4 separate regions of the Pan troglodytes genome follow, and all the other regions are linked to region 3. Evidence: chromatin contacts called from public Hi-C data. All regions are on one chromosome and are shown on one strand. Each heading gives the region's core, a stretch centred on a gene start, on an enhancer-like site or on the middle of the called end of the contact. The rest is flanking DNA. Distances are from core to core; before and after follow the strand shown. Region 1 has its middle 200 kb from the start of PRL. Region 2 has its middle 280 kb from the start of PRL. Region 3 holds the start of SOX4 (SRY-box transcription factor 4). Region 4 has its middle 350 kb from the start of SOX4.

Evidence for each region. A called contact is a pair of places that touch in the nucleus more often than the background predicts.
Region 1: a Hi-C map of stem cell-derived neural progenitor cells shows a contact between it and region 3, with 6 times the contacts expected there. The contact joins the enhancer-like site here to the promoter of SOX4 in region 3. A contact is called at or near these places in 1 of 7 Hi-C or Micro-C datasets (stem cell-derived neural progenitor cells) and 1 of 1 datasets of contacts at active chromatin or transcription factors (stem cell-derived excitatory neurons).
Region 2: a Hi-C map of stem cell-derived neural progenitor cells shows a contact between it and region 3, with 5 times the contacts expected there. The contact joins the enhancer-like site here to the promoter of SOX4 in region 3. A contact is called at or near these places in 1 of 7 Hi-C or Micro-C datasets (stem cell-derived neural progenitor cells) and 1 of 1 datasets of contacts at active chromatin or transcription factors (stem cell-derived excitatory neurons).
Region 4: a contact with region 3 is called in a Hi-C map of induced pluripotent stem cells, with 2.2 times the contacts expected there. The contact joins the enhancer-like site here to the promoter of SOX4 in region 3. A contact is called at or near these places in 2 of 7 Hi-C or Micro-C datasets (both in induced pluripotent stem cells) and 1 of 1 datasets of contacts at active chromatin or transcription factors (stem cell-derived excitatory neurons).

The regions. Positions count from the first base shown.
Region 1 is chr5:28,048,017-28,053,887 of NHGRI_mPanTro3-v2.0_pri, reverse strand. No RefSeq gene overlaps it. Among named protein-coding and RNA genes, the nearest start is that of PRL, 200 kb to the left of the region's middle. Within about 2 kb of position 2,442, at least 1 of the 24 cell types and tissues checked has an H3K27ac peak or open chromatin away from gene starts, as enhancers often do. A contact at or near this core is called in stem cell-derived neural progenitor cells, where this site is marked.
Region 2 is chr5:27,970,007-27,975,515 of NHGRI_mPanTro3-v2.0_pri, reverse strand. No RefSeq gene overlaps it. Among named protein-coding and RNA genes, the nearest start is that of PRL, 280 kb to the left of the region's middle. Within about 2 kb of position 1,930, at least 8 of the 24 cell types and tissues checked have an H3K27ac peak or open chromatin away from gene starts, as enhancers often do. A contact at or near this core is called in stem cell-derived neural progenitor cells, where this site is marked.
Region 3 is chr5:27,539,017-27,544,443 of NHGRI_mPanTro3-v2.0_pri, reverse strand. SOX4 (SRY-box transcription factor 4) reads right to left here and starts at 2,349. Exons shown (of 1, transcript XM_527244.9): 1 at 1-2,349.
Region 4 is chr5:27,892,368-27,898,289 of NHGRI_mPanTro3-v2.0_pri, reverse strand. No RefSeq gene overlaps it. Among named protein-coding and RNA genes, the nearest start is that of SOX4, 350 kb to the right of the region's middle. Within about 2 kb of position 3,624, at least 4 of the 24 cell types and tissues checked have an H3K27ac peak or open chromatin away from gene starts, as enhancers often do. A contact at or near this core is called in induced pluripotent stem cells, where this site is marked.

The DNA of each region.
Region 1 (5,871 bases), core at 1,193-3,692, 510 kb before region 3:
CCGTAATAAGATTTTTTTTTTTTCTATTTCAAGATTCCTTTAAAAGGAAAGAATAAATGAGTTGGTCTCAAGGAAGCCACAGATACAATGCCAAGATTCCAAAATACAAGCACCTTGGTCACCTGTCAGATATATAAATTGAACAATAATTACAAAGATAAGCAGACAAATGCATACACACACTATCTTACCTGAGGATATAAGCACAGTTTTACAATTTTTAAATATATTCAATTATGAAAGAAGAAAATTGAAGAGATAAAAGAATATCTGATGGAATATGGAATAAAATGTATATTTATTTTATAATACGGGGGTTACTCAAGGTTTAAGTAAACGATTGTCTAGCCATCTGTTATAATGTAGATTTTAAAGTGCCTTGTGGTGGTCAACACTGCAGATACCTAAATCAAATTGAGAGAATATCTGGAGTGAATGAAAACATAATTTATTTGAGTATAACAATCCAATGTTGTTCATATAATTTGGAGCAGCATAATTCATTACAAATATGTAGGAGCAACCTCTGACTCCCAGAATACAAGAAAATATTCAAATGTGGACAATTCATATTAATAAACTGTCTAATAATGTCATCATGTACCTATTGTATGAACAGAGATACTATTAACTATCAGGACATAATATTTTGATTTAGTTCAGAGGACAGGAAAGAAATGGAGTATTCTAAAGATCTCTACAACTGGGTGAGAAGTTACTGATGGCCCTGGTAGAGACAGTGGGACAGTTTTCCATACTTATTGTGGACATTTATTTAGAGATCTGTGGGCACATGTTCATTATATAAACTCTCGTGTCATTCATCAAAATTGGGATTCAGCTCAGCTAAGGAATGGCACAATATGATCTCCGTGGAGCTCTAAGTCTAAAGAAATTAAATAAATAAGAAAAAGCACAGAACTCAGCATCCACTCTGACTCATTATTGCCTTTTATTCACGGTCACTGCCAAGGTTTACCCTCCATTAGGAGACTTCACCCAGCCTCGTCTGTCTACTTCAATCTGGTTTCTATTGAAATGAAAAGAGTCACTTGTAAAGCAGTAAATTCATGCACACATTAAAAAAAAAAAAAGAGTGTGCTGATAGTTCAGAATAAATTTTTTTAAAGGCTTTCTTCTTTCCTTTTGAAAAGACTAGCAATCTTAGGAACTGTCTTTTAATGTGATGGCAGAAGCAGTCACAGTTACTGCATTCAAAATGTTATCAATAGTCAAAGTTTCAATCATGCAGTACCCCTAGGAATTCCAGAAGATGACAACTGTCCAACAATTAGACAAAAACACAAGCCACTGTCTATCTACCTCTACTTTTCACTCATGTCCTCATGTGGTTTTGTATAGGAAGGAAAACTTTGGGGAAATTGTGTTGTTTTTAAAGTGGGTAAATACCTGTAAGACACCTACATGTTTCTAATTCTGTAACTTCTATCCGGAGAATGACCTGACTCTCGGGTCCTGGGGATCCAGCTCACAGTAGAAAGCACAATTCTACTAGGTTATCTTACACACTCACTAGGTGCTCCCACCCTTAATGTTGGTCATTAACTAGTCACGATGACAAATAGCTGGTCCAGCTTGGCATCAATTCAGACCCATGGCTGAGGTGCCAAACACAGCACTGGAGCCCACAAGCCTAGACGACAAACTGACAATCTCTGACAGTTCGTGCCTGGGCCAAGATCTGAACCACGAGGCAGGGCAAAACTCCCATCTGCTGTCCATCTGCCACCCTGCCCCTATCAAAAAAGGTTACACCGTGAGCCACAGACAGATGGGCACTGCAATGATCAATTAGAAGAAAAAAAAGGGAGCCTGAGACGATTAGAATGATGACCTTTGATCCAACATGGAAATCCCAGTAGTAATAAAAATCATGCATAATTTCAAGGTCTTTTAATTGTGTAAAACAGATATTGTATCTTTTGCCAACAATAAAAATAAGCAAAGTGATGTTTATATTCCATGCACTAAGTATATAGTGTGCTAAGTACAATATACTCTCGAAGAAAAAAATCAGTTAAAGATGTGTGTGTGTGTGTGTGTGTGTGTTGTCCTCGCTTGAAGTTGTTTTTTCTCAATGACACATCAGTAAATTTTAACCATGTTATTAAACTAATAAAACAGCAACCCTTTATAAGTTTCTAGTAGTGTATATTTTCATCAGAAGCATACTTTACATAAACAGGAAACTAGGATAAGTCAGCTCATGTATTAAACAAAAGCCTTAAGACATAAAGGGAATAGTAAATTCTTGAGCTAAAGCTAAGTGTATGTTGTGTTTCCATAGCAAAAGCAACTTTTGCAAAGCAAATATATACCCTAGACAAAAGGCAGTTGTTCAGTTCATTCAACATAGAATGTGTACCTACCATGTACCAGGGAAAGCGCTAGAAGCTAGGGATAAAAAGAAAAGACACAGATGGTCTTTGTCTCCAGGGAGCTTACAGTCTCATGGGGAGATGGGTGAATACACTGCTTACTATAATATAGTAAAATAGCATGGTGGAGAAAGGATATGGAGCCATGTGGCTGGCCCTTGAAGGGAGAAATGGTTACATCAGTTGTTTGGAAAAAGTAAGAATGTCATGTGTGTAGTGTTTTAATTTTCATATGCTTTTTACAGATTTATAAAGTTTAATTTTCCTTGCAGTTTACACAGGAGAATCAAATATGGATAATCCATGTTTTAAAAAAGGAAGAATAATCTTTCAAATAATGTTAGAATTTTTTAGTGTAACTTTCACCTTTTGGAACCACTTTTTATAGCAAATTATATTCTAAAAGTTGACATGAAACAGAACTCCAACTAGGCAAATTTACATATGAATTCATAATAAATTTATTATCTAATGTAAAAAATGAGAACTGTCTCACAAAAAGACATACGGAATGTCCTAAGTGGCTTTACTCATGATAGCTCAAAAATGGAGGTGAGTCAAAAGTCCAGCAAGAGAAAAATGAACAATGAAACTGGGGAATATTGATACAATTGAATATTCCCCAACAATATAAATGAAATAACACACAACACATGGATGAAAACACAACACATGCATGAATCTTGAAAACATTATGCAAAAGAGTGCACACTGTATGCTGCTATATATATATATGCACCTGAAGAGCAGGTAACTAATCTATGCTGACAAAGGTGTGACTGACTCTAGTTGCAGGGTGGGAGCTATTGAAAGGAAAAGGGTACAATAAAAATTTCAGGAATGACAGAAATGTTTTATATCTTGATCTGGGTAATATATGTAAAAAGTGTATAGACTTTATGTGAAAATTTATTGAATTTTACATTTAAGATCTGTGCATTTTACCGAGTGCCAATTATATCTCAACTTTGAAAACTGTGAAATACTGAGGTCATGTGATACAATAAATTAGAGATTAATCAGATAAGTATTTTTTAAATTCTCATAATCATATAACAAAATGTCTAAATAGTTCATCATTTCACAAATAACAACATAAATTCAGAGACTTGCTATTTCTATGCCCACAATTTCAAAAGGCAAACAAGAATAATAAATGTTTGGAAAGTGTCCATTAGGATACTCTTTCATCTGAACTGCAATGTGCTTCTTATCTGAGCCATATTTAAATAATTTGATCCAATTCAGGGTCAGAAGGGTATCATAAGCATATGGAAAATCTTATGGTTTATCATATGCCCATACATCCTTTATTTTTTTAAAGAACAATTTAACTTCAATGCTACATAAAATGGCCTTGCTGCCCTCATTCTTTCATTTCCTTAAAAGTCACTAATCACCATCAAAAAAGTAGAAATACATAACACAGGATTCACATTAGCCCTTGATTATTCTGAGGGAAAAAAGAAAAGAAAACGATACTACATCCAAAATGTGCATCAAACACAGTAATTTATCCTTTGATTTTTATATTGTATCACTATGTAAACTCGACTTCATAAGGAAGTTGTCACTGACCTACTATTTGAACTTGACAACAAGAAACATTGTCACCAATGTTAATTTTAAACTTGATTTTTAACTAAGCCTTACACGTAAATCATCTCAAAGAATCAGTCGTAAAGAGATTTAACAATATCTAAGAATTAGTTATGCATTAGAAAAATAATACCACTTTAATTTACATACATCTTGATTCTGATGGCACCAAGCACTTCAAATATACAATTGGTTTTATCTTTAATAACCCAGTGGAGAAGGAAAACACAGTGTTGTCTTTTACTCACTGACAATAATACTAAGTACACAGAATAGGTGGAATGTGAAATCTAAAGTATCACAAGCAGCTATTTTATTAAATTGTGTGTGTGTGCATGTCTGTGTAATAGTCACAATTTAACAATCACTTTTGCTCTTTTCTACACAACTGACTCATGAAGACAGAACTTCATCTGTCACAATGGTTTGGTTAATTTTTTTTTTTTTTTTTTGAGACAGGGTCTTGTTCTGTCACCCAGATTAGAGTACAATGGCACGATCATGGTTCACTGAAGCCTTGACCTCCAGTGATCCTCCCATCTCAGTACTACCATATTACCATGCTCAACTACTACCCTCTGGAGTAGCTGGAACTTACAGGTGCAAGCCACCACATCCAGCTAATTTTTAAATTAAAAAAATTTTTTTTGTGGAGACAGGGTCTCACTATATTGCTCAGGCTGGTCTCAAACTCCGGGGATCAAGCAATCCTCCCACCTGGGCCTCTCAAAAGGCATGAGCCACTGTGCCCGGCTTGGTTTGGTTAATTTTAAAAGACAGGTTCTATACCTTGACATATAATCAGTATTTTTTTCTGGCAAAAAAAAATTAATAAACATTCTAGTTCAATCATGGTAGCCCATTCCTCATTCTAATCACAACTAAAAACTGAATAAAATACATTTAAGAAAACAACCACCTCTCAAAAGCAAACAAACCATAGAAGAGAGGCAAAAGTTGGAAAAGTGACCTGCACAGTGATGAGTTTTCCATGTTGCTTCTTTCTTGTGCAATATGATCTCAAGGGTAGACCTCAGTTGCAAAATGGTGAGGAAATGGCAGCTGCAGAAGCAGATAAACTCTGAGATAAATCCTGTTTCTCTGGCAAAAGAAACCAAAAAGAAAGACTCCTGCAAGCCCGAGAGTTTAAGGAGAATCCCACAGATAAAACAGAAAGCGAAGGGAATCCTTTAATTTGTGAATGAACCTCACAAAACTATCAGCATAATTCCTGAAATAAGCATACATGAGACAGTCCCAAATAAAGATCACAAATGCTTTGGAAGCCAAACAGAGATTTGAGCTGTCTGCACAAGTCTTACTCTAACCCCTGAATTGCAAATGCATAGGAGGGACACAAACCCAATAAAGCCAAGAATTTAAAAACTCAACTGAGATTTGAACTACCTCTCATAGAAGATGACACACAACTTACAGTCTGAATTTAAGTGGCCTGATTGCTTGCTAAAATAAGTATATTAGGAATGTTCTAACAGACTGTATTCAACGGAGATTCACAATATCCATACCATCCAAAATTACTCAGTAGACCAAAAAAAGACCAATTCTCATGACAAAAAAACCAAAAACCTCTCAAGTTACCTGATGATCTAGCTAGTTTAAGAAAGTTTAAGCAGCTCTTATGACTATGCTTTATAAGTAAGTAAGAACACTCTTCAAATGAATGAAAACAAAAATTCTCAATAGAGAATAAACAATAAAAAAATTAAATTGCTGGGAAGTGAAATATACAGTACAGTCACATGTCAGTTGATGGGGATACATTCTGAAAAATGTGTCATTCGACAATTTCATCATTGTGGGAACATCATAGAGTGTACTCACACAAACCTAGATGGCATAGTCTACTTTA
Region 2 (5,509 bases), core at 681-3,180, 430 kb before region 3:
GCGGTCTGGCTCCAAAATCCCATCTCTGAAGCTCTACATTGCCATATTTATAAAAGACTTACTTTTCAGTGAAATATATGTACAGTACCCAGCACAGTGCCTGACATTTTGCAGAAGTTGAATAATTTACCTCCCTTCCCTCACTTCTCCCTATTCTCTCTCCCCACACTGTGGGAGGCTGGAGGCAAGATTCTGCACACACAGAAAGGCAACTACGCCAATCCGCAAAGGCCCAGGGGCTCTAGGGCAAGCTAGAAAACAACCCTCTGTCTTAATCCCCTGAGGCCTGGAACAAGAGCTCTAACTCAAACAGAGATGTCCAGCATTTCCAGACAGAGGCTGCCTCTATTTATTACAATCTGCATTCAAGGCACAAGGGCTGCAGACAAGCCTTAGGGAAACTGAAAGGTTTGTGATTTTTGCACTAGCAGCTGTATACATATATGTCTAATACAAACACAACACCCCCCCACCCACGTCTAAAACTTATATTGTTCCTACCAGAGGGGAAAATGATCTACTTTCCAGAACCTTCCATTTCCTAGAAGTTGGCAGAGTTTCTGTATCAGGCTACAGCTTTCTTTAGGACAGCCTGTATATTTCTGGGGAGCTAAAGGATGGAGTCTCTTTTGAAAATTATTAAGAACAAATTAGGCCCAGTGGCCCAGGGGAGCTGTGTTGTAAAACATGAGAAAACTTTGTTTTCCAACTCTTTGGCAGTATTTTCATAAACTGACGACAATGAAAGGACAGAGACTATTTTTGTACATTGATATTATTCTAAAATATCATGGAGAAAGGTGTGAATGTTATCAGTTAAATGATTTAGTTGGGCAAATAGTGACTGCACAAAATAGAGGATTTATATCACTGGATTTTTCTAAGTGCGCAATGAGGACATGTTGCTAATTATAAGAAGTTCACACATGCTACCACATAAGAATGCTTTCTACGCAATCTTTCTCTTTCTCCTTAATTAATAAAAAGACCTGTTTTATGCTACGGGAACATAAAAAAATTATTATGCGAAAAAAATATCACTATAATCAAGCATTGAAACTATCACTATCACACTGACCCTGAGAATTTGCTAACGTAGTTTAAAAGTAATTAAGAAGGAAAGCTAGCCTTCTACATTTTCAGTCTCGGTCACTGTGGCTACTGGGTTCATCGATGACTGCCAAATCTTGCAAAACTACAGTCCCCTTATCCATGTGGTTTTTAAAACTATAAGCTTCTATTGTGAATAAGCTTGATTTTCTGCTTTAGAAATCTATCAACTGCCAGTCTGTTCTCACGGCATATTGCTAAGAGAGACTCCACGAAGAGCCCAGGTGCACACACCATGAATCAAGTTCTTCATACATTTTAATTACAGTTTATCACAAGTGGGAGAGGTAAGTGAAGAAGGCTTCTTCATAAAATGTTCATTAGAAATGGCAATTTTCCATAGGGGAAACAAACATGGCATCCTTCAACTTGTTAATCCGAAAAGTCCCCAGATGTGAATTGTGCCTCTGTAAAATCATATGCAAACCACATTTAGGCCTGTGGCTCAGCCCAAAACTTTTGAAGAGGGGAGTAAGGGACAAGGAAGGAAACGGAGTGAGCAGTGAAAGAGGAAGATGAAGTTTCTCAGACTTTGTGGACATGTACAAAACAGTTCTTTCTACTTACTATTTAAGCTATTACCCCCTTGCAGGGGGGAGGTTTGTTATCTCCTTAGCCATTTCAAAAGCCTTGGGAGGGAGCAAGCCAGTAAGGGAGTTTTTCTGTGTGTGTCTGTGAGTCAGCAGAAGCCGGAAGCCTTACAAAACGACTTCAAACAACAAGCTGGAGAGCAGGACAATAGCTTCCACCTCCAGACAGTGAGAAATTGCATTATCCTGAGGGGATCACGGCCACCCATGCTCAATGGAGATAAGTAAGAACATTCTCTGCTCTGGCCAATAGGAGATCTGCAGCTACAGCTGCTCACAGAAGCTCTGGGTGGCCTCCATTCCAGCGGCTCCAAAAGGTTTCAAGGCACAAAAACACTGCTGCCCGGTGGTGCTCCCAAGTGCAGGGGGTGGAGGGGAGAGGCTGACGAAGACGAGGGTGGCAAGCTGCATCCCCCCACCAGGTGCTCCAAATCCCCTCTCCCAGCTCAGGGAAATCACAAAGAGGTCTCCAGGCGGATTCCAGGCAGGCGGCTGGTGCAGAGCCTGTGCCTCACCACCACCCACAGCAATGAATGGAAACTGCCCCAGAGACTCCAGAAAGTGGGGAGAAATTCCCTGCTAGGCAGTTCAGTGCTCTAGGAGCAATAGTGTAATTAATGGCACTTAGTGAAAGAGCAGGGCATTCCAAATTCAGCCACAAGGAAGAAAGACGCCTTACCACACACCCTACACAGCAGGCACAAAGCCCCTTGTCGTGTTCCCTTTAGAGACTCAGGCAAATCTGATCAGGAACTGACATTTGCAGTACAGTTTTACATTTACCAAAAGGCATTAACTGTCCCCTGAGAGAAGAAAAAAATCTTCACATTTGATGGAAAGTTATGTGAAAGTTACAGTATGAGCTCACTTTGAGGATACCATAAATCACATAGAGGAATTACCTGAGTAAAAACATTTATTTCACTTATTAATAGTATCTGATATCCAGTTTTATAGTATTTCTTATGTTTCCCATTGTCATAGGTTATATATATACTTTTAATTTATTTTGAGACAGGGTCTTGTTCTGTTGCCCAGGCTGGAGTGCAGTGGTGAGATCACAGCTCACTGCAGCCTCCAACTCCCAGGCTTAAGCAATCCTCCCACATCAGCCTCCCAAGTAGCTGAGACCACAGGCATGTGCCACCACACCCTGCTAATTTTTTTAATTTTTTTTGTAGAGACAGAGTCTCACTATATTGCCCATGTCAGTTATATTTTTAAATGTTTCCTTGCCTACAGCTAATATCTACATAGTATGTTCGATTGACAAGAAAAAAAAAAACTAGTTGGAAAGTATCAGATATGCTGCTAATACAGAAATCTCATATTTGCATATAGTCCCCAGACCAAACAACCCCTCTGCAGAACCTAATGTTGTATAGAAACTCTTTTTAAAGAAAGAGTATATATTTTTATTTTCTTTATTTACATATATATATACACACATAAAAAGAGAGACACACTTATGAGTGTGTGTGACCGTGACAAGCAAGAAGGGATTCTAGAAGGATGCAGAAGATGGGAAAGGTAGTACTAGAACTGGAGCACTGCTACCACCTGAATGCTGACAATTTCATGCAAAACCAAAATGGATGGAGGTTTTAAAAATTAAAATTAACTTGTCTGGCAACTAGTGCATTGAAGTGGAGGTTGAAAGACTAGGGAGACCTTTTCCACTCAGCCCTTGATTTGCTGTGGGGCCTACATCAAGTTGTGCTATGCCTCTGTTATAACATCTGCAAAATGGAGATAACACTTCCTGCTACCTACCTCGGAGAGCTGTTAGAAGATTAGATACCGAAAAAGAAAATCCTCAAAGCCCTTTAAGTTTCTCATAAATATAAGACATGCAATGTAAGAAAACACCCGTACTCTCTACAAAAGCCCTGAGAGACTCACGGCTATAGAAATAGGAAACAGACGCCAGCTGTACAGCATGGATGCATTCACAATCAGGGAGGCTGGCTGCAGATTCCAGTGACAAGGCAGGGAAAATAACTCTGACATTCGCATGTACTCAGACAAAACACCCAGGAAAAGGGAGGAAAATAGTATTGTTTCAGTAGAGCACCAGTAAGTGAAAAGAAGCAATCTTCACAGATAACATTCCTAATTCCTGCTTAAAAGTCTGGATCTACAAGAAGACAATCAAGTGACAACATTACACTGGTAGCCTTTAAGGTTTAGAAAAATCTCATATTAAAGTAAATTGGGCCAAGTAGAGTGGCTCACGCCTGTAATCCTAGCACTTTGGGAAGCTGAGGTGGGAGGACCGCTCGAGCCCAGTTTGAGACCAGCCTGGGCAACACAAGAATACCCCTATCTCTACAAACAATAACAATTTTAAAAATTAGCCAAGCATGGTGGCACACACCTGTGGTGCCAGCTACTCGGGAGGCTGAGGTGGGAGGATTGCTTGAGTGCAGGAGGTCAAGTCTGCAGTGAGCTGTGATCAAGCCACTGCACTCCAGCCTGGATGACAGAGCAAGCCTCTGTCTCAAAAATAAAATAAAATAAGTAAATTGGCTCTCTAGAGGGGTAAGGGTAATAACCCCCACACTGAACAAATGTAAAGAAGAGAATGCATAAATTACAGTATTTTAAATTAATTTATACTGGAAACAAAAGCCATGCTTGACTGTACATAGCCATCTAAGGAAAATAATTACTCTTGGGTCCATAAGGAAATTGGGAGAAAAGTATTAAATGTTCATCTATTCTAAGATATTCTGAATTATGAAAAGTTTAAAATTCAAATTAATCAATTAATTAAACACATATTATTATTATATCAAGGATGCATTGTGAGTTACACGTCAGGTTAAAATTAAAAAAGATGAATAATATCCTTTTCCTGGTTCTCATGAACCTCAAAGTCCAGCAAGGAGAGACAGAGACAAAATAAAGTATAACACAATGTGGGAAGGGTTTGAGTCAAGTATAAACAGAGTGCTAAGGAAGAATAGAGGGAAGATGTAATTGATTCTGTATGGAAAAGAGGAGGGGAGGGGCTTAGGAAAGTCTCAGAGAATTTGACACTTAAGCAAGACCTTGCAAAATGTACAATATTTCACCCAATATAGAGCAAGGGGAAGGGGCATTTTAGATAAATAAATGGCAGCCCACATCTCAAGGCATGTCTACATATGTCCGAGTTAAGTGTCACACAATGCAGACAGCCTGGAAGGGCCTGGATTGCAAGGTCTTTGTGAGGAAGGAGGCATCACAGGATGAGATTTTTGAAAAGAGACTTGGTATTTTCTACAACTCAATAAAAGAGAAGGAGGCAAGTGTACAGGAAGAGAAGCAGCAGGAACAGGAGGTAGCCCTGGCCCCTGGGCCTGAGACAGACCTTGGGGAAACCAACAGCATTGCTAAGGCCAGTTCTGTAGGTAGAGGTGAGGAAGACAAAGAGGCAGAGAAGCAGGAAGGCATAGTGCACTGAACCATGACTCAGAAATGGTCAAGAGTGGGACTTCCAGGAGAAGTAGCAGGCCCAACCTAGATGGACAGTGTAGTACACAGAATAATGGCCACCAATATATCAGGTCCTAATCTCTGGGACCTGTAAATGTTACCTTCTATGCAAAGACTTTGCAGATGTGATGAAATTAAAGATCTTGAGATGGGGGGATTATTTTGAATTATCTAGTTGGGCCTTAAATGTCATTACATGTATGCTTCTAAGAGGGAAGCAGAGGCAGATTTGACTACAGATGGAAGACAGGAAGGCAATGTGGCCATGGAGGGGGCAGATATTGGAGTGATGAGGCCACAAGCCAAGGGATGTCAGCAGTTTCCAGAAG
Region 3 (5,427 bases), core at 1,100-3,599:
CAGGGGCGGAGGTGGGTAAAGAGAGAAAAGTCCCCAAAAGATGTGGGGAAGGAGTTCTCCGCCTCTCGCAGAGGAGTTATAGTTCCCAGGCTGGAGAGTCTCTCTCTTCCCTCTCTCTCGCTCTCTCACCGCGCTGCAGTTTGCTGTCTCTCGGCTGAGTCTGGAGACCGTGCTAAAGTAGAGCGGAGTTTCTCGAATGCTGGTTGCTGAAGCTTCCAATGCAAGTTTCTCGCGGCCTCCCAGGCAACTCTTTTTTTTTTTTTTTTTTTTTCTTTTTCCCTGAAGCAGTTGATTCCAGTTCACGAGCGCTCTCGGTAGCTCAGGAAAGCGACATAGTCTCTAGCACTTAGTCCCTCTCCTACAATGCAAAGCAAAAAAGACTGTGGCTCCAGGACTCTCTGTGGGCGGAATCGGCACTAAGGAGTTTGTGCAATTATTTTGTTGCAAGGTAGGAAGCCAAAAAGCCTGCATGCAACAGACTGGCATGAATAAATGTATGTTTCCCCCTCCCTTCTGCAAGAAGGGAGCTGGTAATGGCAGGAGTTCCTCCAGTGCAGACTCTTAAAGAGCGTGCAAGAACTAGAGACCCGACAGCGAAACAGGCCTCTTCCCCTCACACACAGTTTCTCTTGCTGCAGCTTAGAGCAGACCCCAATTCCGCCTCGCGCCTCTTTATCCTTTCACAGTCTTGGCTGCAGCCAATCAGCTGCTGTAACCAACGCTTCCTCATGCCAAACCCCTCCCCCGGGCTTCCCATTGGCTTGGAACCCGATGCAATAATAATCTCCGCGTGCAATGAGAAGCTCCAAATCTGACCTCATTCCAATTTACAGAGCAAACTTTTTAAAAGGGCTAGAAGTACAGCTGAGATTTCTGCTGCCTCTTTTTTCCTTTTGCTGTGTGTGTGTGCGCGCGTGTGTGTGCGCGCGTGCGTGTGTGTATAGTGTGTGAAGAGGATGTTAATGCATGAAATTATTAAGGGGAGAGACGGAAATGTATTCTAACCATTATGTTAGATAACAAGGGGCTTGGAACGGGGCGGGGTAAGGGTGAAATACTGTAAATGGAAGCTTTCTGCTTAAAAGCCAAGTGATTATTTTTATTAGTTCTTTTCAGCATTGGAATAAAGAATCAGCCTCTGGTGCAAAATCTGTTCCCCAGCTCTTTCTTAAAGCCAAAGCTGTAAAGGGGAAGAGAAAGCCACAAAACAATAAATCAATGGATATTGAAAACCATTAAGAAAGTGGTACCTGGACACCTGTCATCACAATTATTTTAACAACTCTAGGTACAGCACAGATGTTGATGTATTGTGTAAATCCCTTCAGAACCGTTTTTGTGCTGTTTGTGGAAGGCAGGGAAGAGGACTTTGCAATAATTGCTTACTCTCTTAACCAAGCAAGGGTCAACTATGGTTATTTAATGATTTAAACTCCCTGTAAATCCTGCATAGCCCAAACGGGGGAGCTTTCCCTTGAAACACATTAGGTAGTGCTCCGTAATTACCTCAATAGGCAGATTTCCAGAGTTTTGTATAGGATGTATAATGGCATGTAAAGGATGGAAATCGGTTTTACTTTCTAAATATTTGTTTTCCCTGTTTTCAAAATTAAAGATTGCTTCACTCTCTTCCCTCTCCTCCTCCCAAAGCCATCTTCCTCCTTTCCTTCTTATATATTTCCTCTTATCTGTTACTTGAATCGAAGGGAACTGAAAAATCAAGGCAAAGAGAAACTGTAGAAGGAGGTGATAACTGGTAGCAGAAGAGAATGGGGCCTCCGGATTCATAGTAGACCTGGCTGCTAATCCTTCTTAATGGTTTGTAACTATGGGGATGTGGCCAAGTCTCAGTTTTCCTCATCTATTATATGGGAACACTAGGAGCTACTTTATAGAGGGTTTTTATGAGGGTTCAATGAATTTGTGACTATGAAGCACCTGATGTATTGTAAGCCCTCAATGAATACTAATACCTTCCTTTCTAATTCAGATGCCAGACACACTCCTAGTAAAAGCTGCATGTTGTTCAAGAGGCTAAAACAGAATAGCCACTTATGTAAAAAAGTAATAACAGGCGGGACGCGGTGGCTCATGCCTGTAATCCCAGCACTTTGGGAGGCTAAGGTGGGTGGATCACTTCAGGTCAGGAGTTCGAGACCAGCCTGGTCAACATGGTGAAACCCTGTCTCTACTAAAAATTAAAAAATTAAAAAATTAGCTGGGCAGGGATGCATGCACCTGTAATTCCAGCTACTCGAGAAGCTAAGGCGGGAGAATTGCTTGAACCCAGGAGGTTGCAGTGAGCTAAGATTGAGCCACTGCACTCCAGTGTGGGTGATAGAGTGTGACTATCTCAAAAAAAAAAAAAAAAGTAATCACAGATCATTGATGTGAACCATAGAAGGACAATAGTGGCAACCCTGCCATTCCATTGATTTTAAAAGAAAGAAACTCCATGAAGAATACTAAGAAGAATGTGGCAAAGAAAGGATGCCAAGGTATTCAAAATAAACGTTGGCTACAGAAATTACTTGTTTTCCAATGTCTGAAAATTAGAATTGTAGTAAAAATCAGCTTTCCTTAACACTATAATAGGAAACTAATATTCTTCAGGCTAACCATAAGTGGTTAGGTAAAGTCAATCCAAAATAATTAAGTCAGCTTTTGATTCAGATTAAACTAGTGCTGGGTAGTAAATTTCTATGTATCTTGTCAAACTTTTAAAGTATGTAGGCTGGCAATAGGCCCAGGTTGTCAGACTTAGAATTTTACTGGAAAGAACACCCTATGTAGCCATCTGACTGGATCTGTAAGGATCAACCACAAGCAAAACTGTTTTTGTGGGTAAAAGCAAATAATTTTTGACGATTAGCTACTTGTATTACATAATTTTTTTAAAAAAGGAGAAACAAATCCTTAAAAAAAGAAAAACCCAAACCAAAAACACACAGGCACCTTTTTTGCATAACAGTGTTGCTGTGTTATATACTTCATTTTCTCTGGTGTGCATAGAAACACATCCTTAAATGTTACCAATCTGACAAAAAAAAATTATTTTAAGAGGGCTGTTATCTATAAGATCAATATTTTCACTAGGATAAAAAAGAATATTTATTTTTGAATTTGTACTAATGATTTGAGGGTGTAGCTAGTTTGATAATTCAGTCAAGTTGAGTATCAACATTATTGATTATATTTCTCAGTCATTTATGCTTCCATCATCGAATATGATAGGGAAGAGTGGAAGTTAAAGCAGTCATATATGTTTCTGCTTAAAACACATGGATTTTTTAAAGGGTGTACTAAAACACAGCCACTGGCCTCATTCTTTTGTTACATGTATTTTCTGTATTTCAACAAATCCAACAAATTTTAAGACACACCATTATATTACATTCCACCAAGGAAGAAAGCTGCCAATGAAACTGTGATATCCCCCTAGATGTAGGATGCCTCCTTATTTCAGGAAGAGTTGAAATGAAAAGAAAAATTTCCTCTTAGACTTGATGAAATATGGTATCAGTAACTTCCATTGACTTTATAATTACTGTATATATATTTATATATTACACAAGTGCCTAGACTTCTGAAATAGATCTGTTCTAATGGGTTAGTTCTCTTAGAATGTAAGAAAACATATGACGAATGCCCTTTTATTAAAGTCATCTTTGTGACCAACTAAGTGTGTGCACACTGGAATGTGTTGGACCTCTCAATACCAAATAATGAGAAAAGATTTCTCCCTTCTCATTCCCTAACTTCCTATGCTCTGTAATCAGTTCTCCATTACTGACATTTTTTTCCCCAAATACCAGATATTTGGTGGCCCCTACTAAATCAGTACGCAGTGTTCCCTCTGCTGGCTTTGCAGTACATGAAGTAATTCTTAATGCTAGTCTTTTAGCTGTATTAAGAGAAAGCCAAGATAATTTTGCAGAAAAAAAAAATCCTGGTTTAGAATAATAAACTGTCTTTGTTAGCAATGATGTTAGACATTTCCAATTTTGAATTAGGTATTTTATTTTATTCCCTTAAATGATGGAATTCCATTTGAGATGTAAGTGTAATATCTGCTAATGCATTTCTTCTGCTCTCACACATCTACACAACATAAAATCTCACATCCATACAATGGTATGGGGCATAGATGAAATAAGATTCTATTCCACTGCTTAATATATTCCTTTGGCATGGAGGGAGGGACCTGAATGGAAATTAGTTTAACAAATCTGGATTTGCACTGATTTGCAAGATTTTGCCTTGCCTTGGTTATAGAAACTATGATTGTAGGCGCTAGTCAGACCTGACAAGTATTCAGTTCAAATAAAATAAAGAGGAGGAAAAACTGTGTAGTTGTTACTTTACCTGACAAGGAAGAAGCCCTGGGAAATCTGATGTCATTGGCCTTTGTCAACTGAAAGGCGCCAGTTTTTTTGGGTCCACACTTTATGGAAAAGAAGCCTCCATGTGAGGCTGATTTACTTCTCAGTCAAGTAGACAAACATAACTTGCACTTCATCCTTTTGGGCTGATGACATTGCATTGTAACTGGGCTCAGCGCGTAATGGGGGTGGGGGTGCGTGCATTGAAAAATAATATATGGAAATAACTCATATTTGCAAAATATCAAAATAGGATTCTGGGGTAAATGAAACCTAGCATTTATTTTTATCACTAGAATAAGCTAAGAGTTAAGAAACCTGCATTTGTAACAATTGTACCATTTTCCTCTCATAACCAGTGACTAGCACACAGTAGGCTTAAGCTGTTCATGCCAATGCCAACTCATTATTCCTTTCCTTCGATTTTCTCAAGAAAACAAGCAGAAGACGAATGTTTGCAGGGCCACTTGGATTGCAAGCATGAATACAGGCTTCTGCTTCTATTCTAGAGGCAGAGAGGCACGGCACCCGGGGAGAGCCTGGGTTTGTCTGCAGCCAGCCGGCTCCCAATCTGGGGAGAAGCAGCCGCCAGGTGGCATCGCTGAGCCTCCCTGCGCCCGCGAGGCGAGGTAGGAAATCGTGGGGATAGTCAGTCTTCTTTCTTCTCCCCCTTCCTCCTCTCCCGACCCCCCTACCACTCCCTACCACTGTACCTTCTTTAGTTAGAGGCTTAAACGCTCAACGAGTAACAGGGTATGTCGATGAATTCTGATTTTTTTTCATAAATCAAAGTTTAGGGCAACCACCCGCCGCCTCCTGCTCACTTGTCAGGAGCTCCGGGTGACTGGGGAAGCCTAGACCAGCTTCCTGTCTGGATCAGGTAACCCAAGTCGGGGGATTATCAATTTCAGTTTCCCTGTCTTCTTGCTAAAGTGAATGCAGTTTCTCCGGCTTCCGAGAGCGGCTGCAGAGAAACGACGCGCCTTACTTAAGGACGCCAGTGCAAAGGCCACTCCCTACTCAAAAAAAAAAAAAAAAAAAAAAA
Region 4 (5,922 bases), core at 2,375-4,874, 350 kb before region 3:
CTCTTTTAGGAAAAGAATCAGTCACTCCCAATAGCATGTAAGCCCCTAGAGGGCAGGAACCCGGCCTCATTAACCTTCATTTCCTCTGACCTTAGACTTTCTTTGACTGACCCCAGCTTTCTCTAAGTTCAAGTTCAGCACTCCTGCAGGCACAACCTACCAGCCCTAAACCTCTGCCCACTATAAACACAGAACAAAGGTGGAGGAAGGTTATAAATATGTCTCCAAGAGCTTACATGTCTCTGAAATGTTGTCACATCTCTCCTCACAGCTCAAGTGTAAAGAAAGCTAGGACCTCGGGCTCCATAGGATCATATTTAACAGAATAAAAAATGCCTTAGCAATAACTTAGAGTTCTCATCAGATCAGTTCACTTACAAATCCAGCCCACGGAAACTGAAACTCCTTCAAAAGAGTAAAATCTGTGAGGTATATAGTTAGTACGCAATGCTGCTATCTCAATAGCATGGCATCAAAAAAGTTACACATTAACAAGGCTAATTTCTCAGGAGCATTTTGCAAAAAAAAAGGCAAATAAGCTGTTTCCTGAAAAAAAAAAATACGTGTGTGTGTGTGTGTGTGTGTGTGTGTGTGTGTGTGTGTGTGTTATGGTTCCACACACCTTAAATTCTAGGGTTGGGGGCTTTGCTTATCCTATAATTGAGGTGTCAGCAAATGTTTCTGTTAAGGGCACGATGGCAAATACTTTCAGTTTTGTGGGCCATACAGTCTGTTTCAGCTGCTCAGTCACACACAGCTCAAAAGCAGCCATAGACAGTACAGAAAAGGCTGGACCTGGCTGTGTTCCAACAAAACTTTATTTACAAAAACAGATGATATAAGCAGGAGTTGAATTCATCAACATTACCAATATTATTAAATTGTGGAAGGTCCAGGTTTCAATAATCCTGTCTTAAGCATAGTTTTGTCTGCTAGCACTGAAGTTGAGCTAAAAACAACTCAATTGCCATGGGCTAGTGTCTCAGCAAAGGAGCACATGTAACAATGATCTTTTGTGTCTTGAAGACCATGCCTCAGAACTGCTTGAAAAGTTTCCAGCATCAATAGAAGGAAATGCATGCTTTCTCTTTAAAGTGAGCTTGAGTCTTAGCAAACGGCATATGTATGTGAGCCAGTCAAACAGGCTGGAGATACCCAGGTGGTATAGACTCAAGTAAGGTAACTAGTTCAGTTGGAAATCAAAGCAATGATTCTAACCTGCATATAAACATCTAAGCTGATCTACCCAGTCCCACCATATTCAGTCACTCACTAGAACACCAAGCGAGATATGGAGATAAAAATATTTAACAACTGGCCGGGCATGGTGGCTCATGCCTTTAATCCCAGCACTTTGGGAGGCCGAGGCGGGGGCATCACAAGGTCAGGACATCGAGACCATCCTGGCCAACATGGTGAAACTGTCTCTACTAAAAATACAAAACTTAGCCGGGCGTGCTAAAAAAAACACTCTAATGTATCCAAAGAAATTGAGGTACAGAGGAATTGTCACTTGCCCAAGATCACAAAGCTAGGGCATAGGGGAGGCATGACCATATGACAGTAAACTATTAGTTCTAAGAAGTAGCAACCTTGCCTGCTAATGCAATGCTTTTCACATTGCATTCTCTGCCTCCACCACAGCTCCTGGAATATATCAAGGAATTAAGAAATATTGACTGAATAAACAAAGAACTAATGAAAAAAGCAAAAATGAGCCAGATCTCTTTCCCATCAAATATTGTGTGGACGAATACATTCACGGTTCAAAAAGAATATGCTATTTGTAATTTTCTTCTTGAGGTTGAATTGTGCATTTGATTCTTCAGATGCCACAATAAACTGCTGAACTAATGTGAGTGGCCTAAAGGAGGGGAAGTGCCACTCAAGGCAACTACGGTAATTCCGTCCTAAGGAATTATTTATGCATGATGAGAATCTGTCTGGAACATCAATGATGTCTTTATCTTCAACTACTACACACAGAGGACTCAGTCTGAGTGTGCTAATACTGTCTGCCCAGGTTTTCCCAGGACTTGCAAAATGTAAGCCTGATTGCTTAGAGAGGTTATGGCTTATTGCACATTATCTACACCCACTCATCCATCACCGTGAGACTTCGTGGTATACAAAGCAAGCTCCTCAAAGCAAGGGTTAGGATCTACTCTCTGATTATTCCTAGCTGTCGCCATATGTTGGCTTCCTGACAACAGACAGGATAGGTGCTGTCCCAGGAGACACTGCTGCAGAGAGAGGTTCCTACTTGACCACCATAACATCTGAAGTACCTAGCCCAGCTCCACAGTTGAAGGTCAAGTGGGAACAACCTGCATTCCTTCCACAGGTGTTGGCCTTTTAAAAGGAATGCAGACTTTGAGCTCCATTTATGTTTTCAAAATATTGCTTTTTCTTTGAACTAACATGGAATGTGTAACTTTATCCACAGACTGTGCAATTTTACAGCCACCCAATTTCTATGATATGACTCTTCAATATCTCAACTATTTTAAAAAATCCTTAGAGAATCCTACTATCAAGATCTAGAAAATAAAGTTTCTTCCTTTTTTCTTTGGAAAAGCTACATATAAATATGGGTGTGTGTGTGTGTGTGCCCCTTTATGCATATATGTATGTATTTTATTGGTGTTTTTTGTTATTTGGGTCTTTTTTCTTAGGATGACAACCTTAATTAAAAGGGTCAGATTACTGAACAGCCACTTCTGACCCTCCTTTCTATGTCTGCAACACTGACTATTTAGCATAGGCCATTAAAGAACCAGAAATCATTCAGGGTAGGAAAAGGTCCTACTCCTTAATCACTTAGTCTTTAAAACAACACCAAATATGTTTGGATAATTTACAAAAATTCTACGAATTTTGCCAACGGGTGAAAAGCAATAAAAAAAATTATGTTAATCAAATACATCAATTAAAACATTTAAAATATATGACCTCCAGAAATAAAGATTTTAGAGAACACCTCAGTTCTCTGGCTGTACTGATATAACAGTCTTCTGGAACTATTAATAATACCTAACTCCCCCAAAATTTTGTAATACTGAAAAAAAACACAAACATAAGAAACTTTTCATTTTATTTCACATATATATAATTATCCAAGGTGAAATACACACACACATATACCTTTATAGAACTGAAATGCCAAATTCAAAACATCTACAAGATAAATTCAGACATCAGAAGGGGGTTTCCCACAATTACATTTGCAGTGCTATCAACAAAATCGGTTTATTTTAAGATTGCCTGCCCAATATATAAATTTCCCTTTGTGTTTGAAATACTTTTATCAGATAAGATAGCTTTTGTTTAAACTGCTATTTTCAGAATTTGCTTTGGGGGTTTTGAATGCACAGAGTGGAGTAACTTGAGATTTCCTATCCTGCTTTAAAATGTGTTTCTTCTGTCTGTTTGTATTTAGTAATTTCCTGTCAAATAACCTCACATAATTAACTTTCCTTGCTCCAACCTACTTCTTTTTTCCTATTCCTACTTCCTGAGGACAGTAATAAAATGCTGATTACATTCGGCTGTTATCTGCCTTTCCCTCCTTCTCCATCCCCCTTTCTCTCCCTTTGTGGAAGCCCCCTCTCAGGTTTCAGCAGTTCATGGACAAAGAAAGACCTGGAACAGGAAGGGAAGCAAACCAGACTGCGGGAACTCCTGATCATCCATTCATCCATATTTACTGGGTAATGCTATTGCTGAGCCGGGCCCAGTAAGTAGTGGGAGATGTGCTCTGTTTTTTTTTTGTTTTTTTTTTTTTCTAAAATTCCACGAAATCCACAGACCAACTCCCCACTGCACTGTTCTGGTGTGTGTAGGAATGCCTCCCTTCTCATTCCTGATCAAAGCTTGAGATGGCTGGGAAGAGAAGTCGTGCTAGGACAGGAAGAATGTCCACTAGCGTTTACAGAATTCCACTGACAGATAGAAATAGAAATTAAACGCAGCCATTTTTCACATAGCCTGCGTTACTTCTTGATAATTCATCTTTCTTTTCACACTAATTGTATACTTTGATCTAAATTAGGCAAGTAATTCACTAGCTGTATTACCTGGGCATTCCAAACACACACGTCCAAAGACATGGCATGGGGGAAAAAGCAAAAAATGTTGTGACTCTATTAAATATTAATTTATTTTGAGACAGGGTCTCACTCTGTTGCCCAGGCTGGAGTGCAATGGCATGGTCACAGCTCACTGCAGGCTTGACTTCCAGGGCTCAAGCGATCCTCCCACCTCAGCCTCCCGAGTAGCTGAGACTACACGCACATGTCACCACGCCCAGCTGATTTCTTTTATCTTTTGTAGAAACAGTTTTATCATGTTGCCCAGGCCGGTCTCAAACTCCTGGGCTCAAGTAATCCTCCTGCCTCAGCCTCCTAAAGTGCTGGAATGACATGCATGCGCCACCACGCCTGGCCCAAATTTTAGTGTTAGAATCATACGTTCAGAACACAATGACTGATCATCTTCACATACATCAGGGTGCCCTAGCGCTATTGAAATGTTGGACCCAATAATTCTTTTCTGTGCAATGCTGTCCTATACATTGTAGGGTTTTGGTTGTGGTTTTACCCTAATACTATGAATATAGGACTCAATAATTCTTTGTTGTGGGGGGCTGCCCTGTTCATTGTTCTGTAGAATGTTTAGCTGTATCTATAGCCTCTACCCACTAGATGCTAGTTTTACCTTCACCTACCCCATTCATGACAACCAAAAATGTCTCTAGACATTGACAAATGTCCCCTGGGTAAAAAAATAAAATCACCCTCACTGAAAAGTGCTGATATACATTACACTCAGGGAAAAGAACCTGCTTCCTTACACACAAACCAAGTTGTAAAAAATCTAGCTACATCATCGTATGAAGAATTCAACCTTATAATTCCAGAAACGGCCTCTGTTCTGACCACTAAATATTTGAAGAAGTAAATGATGGTGACTTCATATCATGAATATGCCTTGAGTTCACAAGTGGCAGACCCTATTGTTCCAAACCTATTGCAAAGGGTAAAAGGGAAATCCCAAGGGACAAAAATTATAAACTTCATCATGGACCAGAAACAGACCACAAAGGCCAACTGGCAGGAGGAGCTAAGCCACAGGCTGCTGGAATCCAGAGCTATGAGCCAATGGTGCCTGGAGTTTGATACCTGATGGGCCCGTGGGTATAATTTACACCAAGCAGCTTCACTCCAGGGTGCGTGCCTTAGAGAAACTCGTGAAGCACATCAGTTGGCATACACAAACAACAGTGTTCATAATGACACTGCTACTGATAGGAAAAATCTAAATGACCAAAAGTCTACTTATGGGAGAATGAGTAAATATATTGTAGTATATGCAAATGATGTAATATTATCCACAGCTGTAGTAGAAAAACTGCTGCTACCGGTAACACTAAGTCTTAGAAACATGATTTTGAATAAAGGGCAAGTCACAAGGTGACAGTACTTTTTATGAAGTTAAACATAAGCAAATCTTAAACCTATTACAGTTATTTTAAAAACCTATTGAAGCCGGGCGTGGTGGCTCACACCTGTAATCCCAGCACTTTGGGAGGCTGAGGCAGGTGGATCACAAGGTTAGGAGGTTGAGACCAGCCTGACCAACATGGTGAAACCCCGTCTCTACTAAAAAAAAAAAAAAATACGAAAATTAGCCAGGCATGGTGGCACGTGCCTGTAATCCCAGCTACTCAGGAGGCTGAGGCAGGAGAATTGCTTGAATCTGGGAGGCGGAGGTTGCAGTGAGCCGAGATTGTGCCACGGCACTCCAGCCTGGGTGACAGAGCAAGACTCTGTCTCAAAAAAAAAAAAAAAAAAAAAAAAACCTATTGAAACCTATTTTTGAAAACCTACTATGTATGTTTTTGAAGGCAAAAGAATGAGAAAC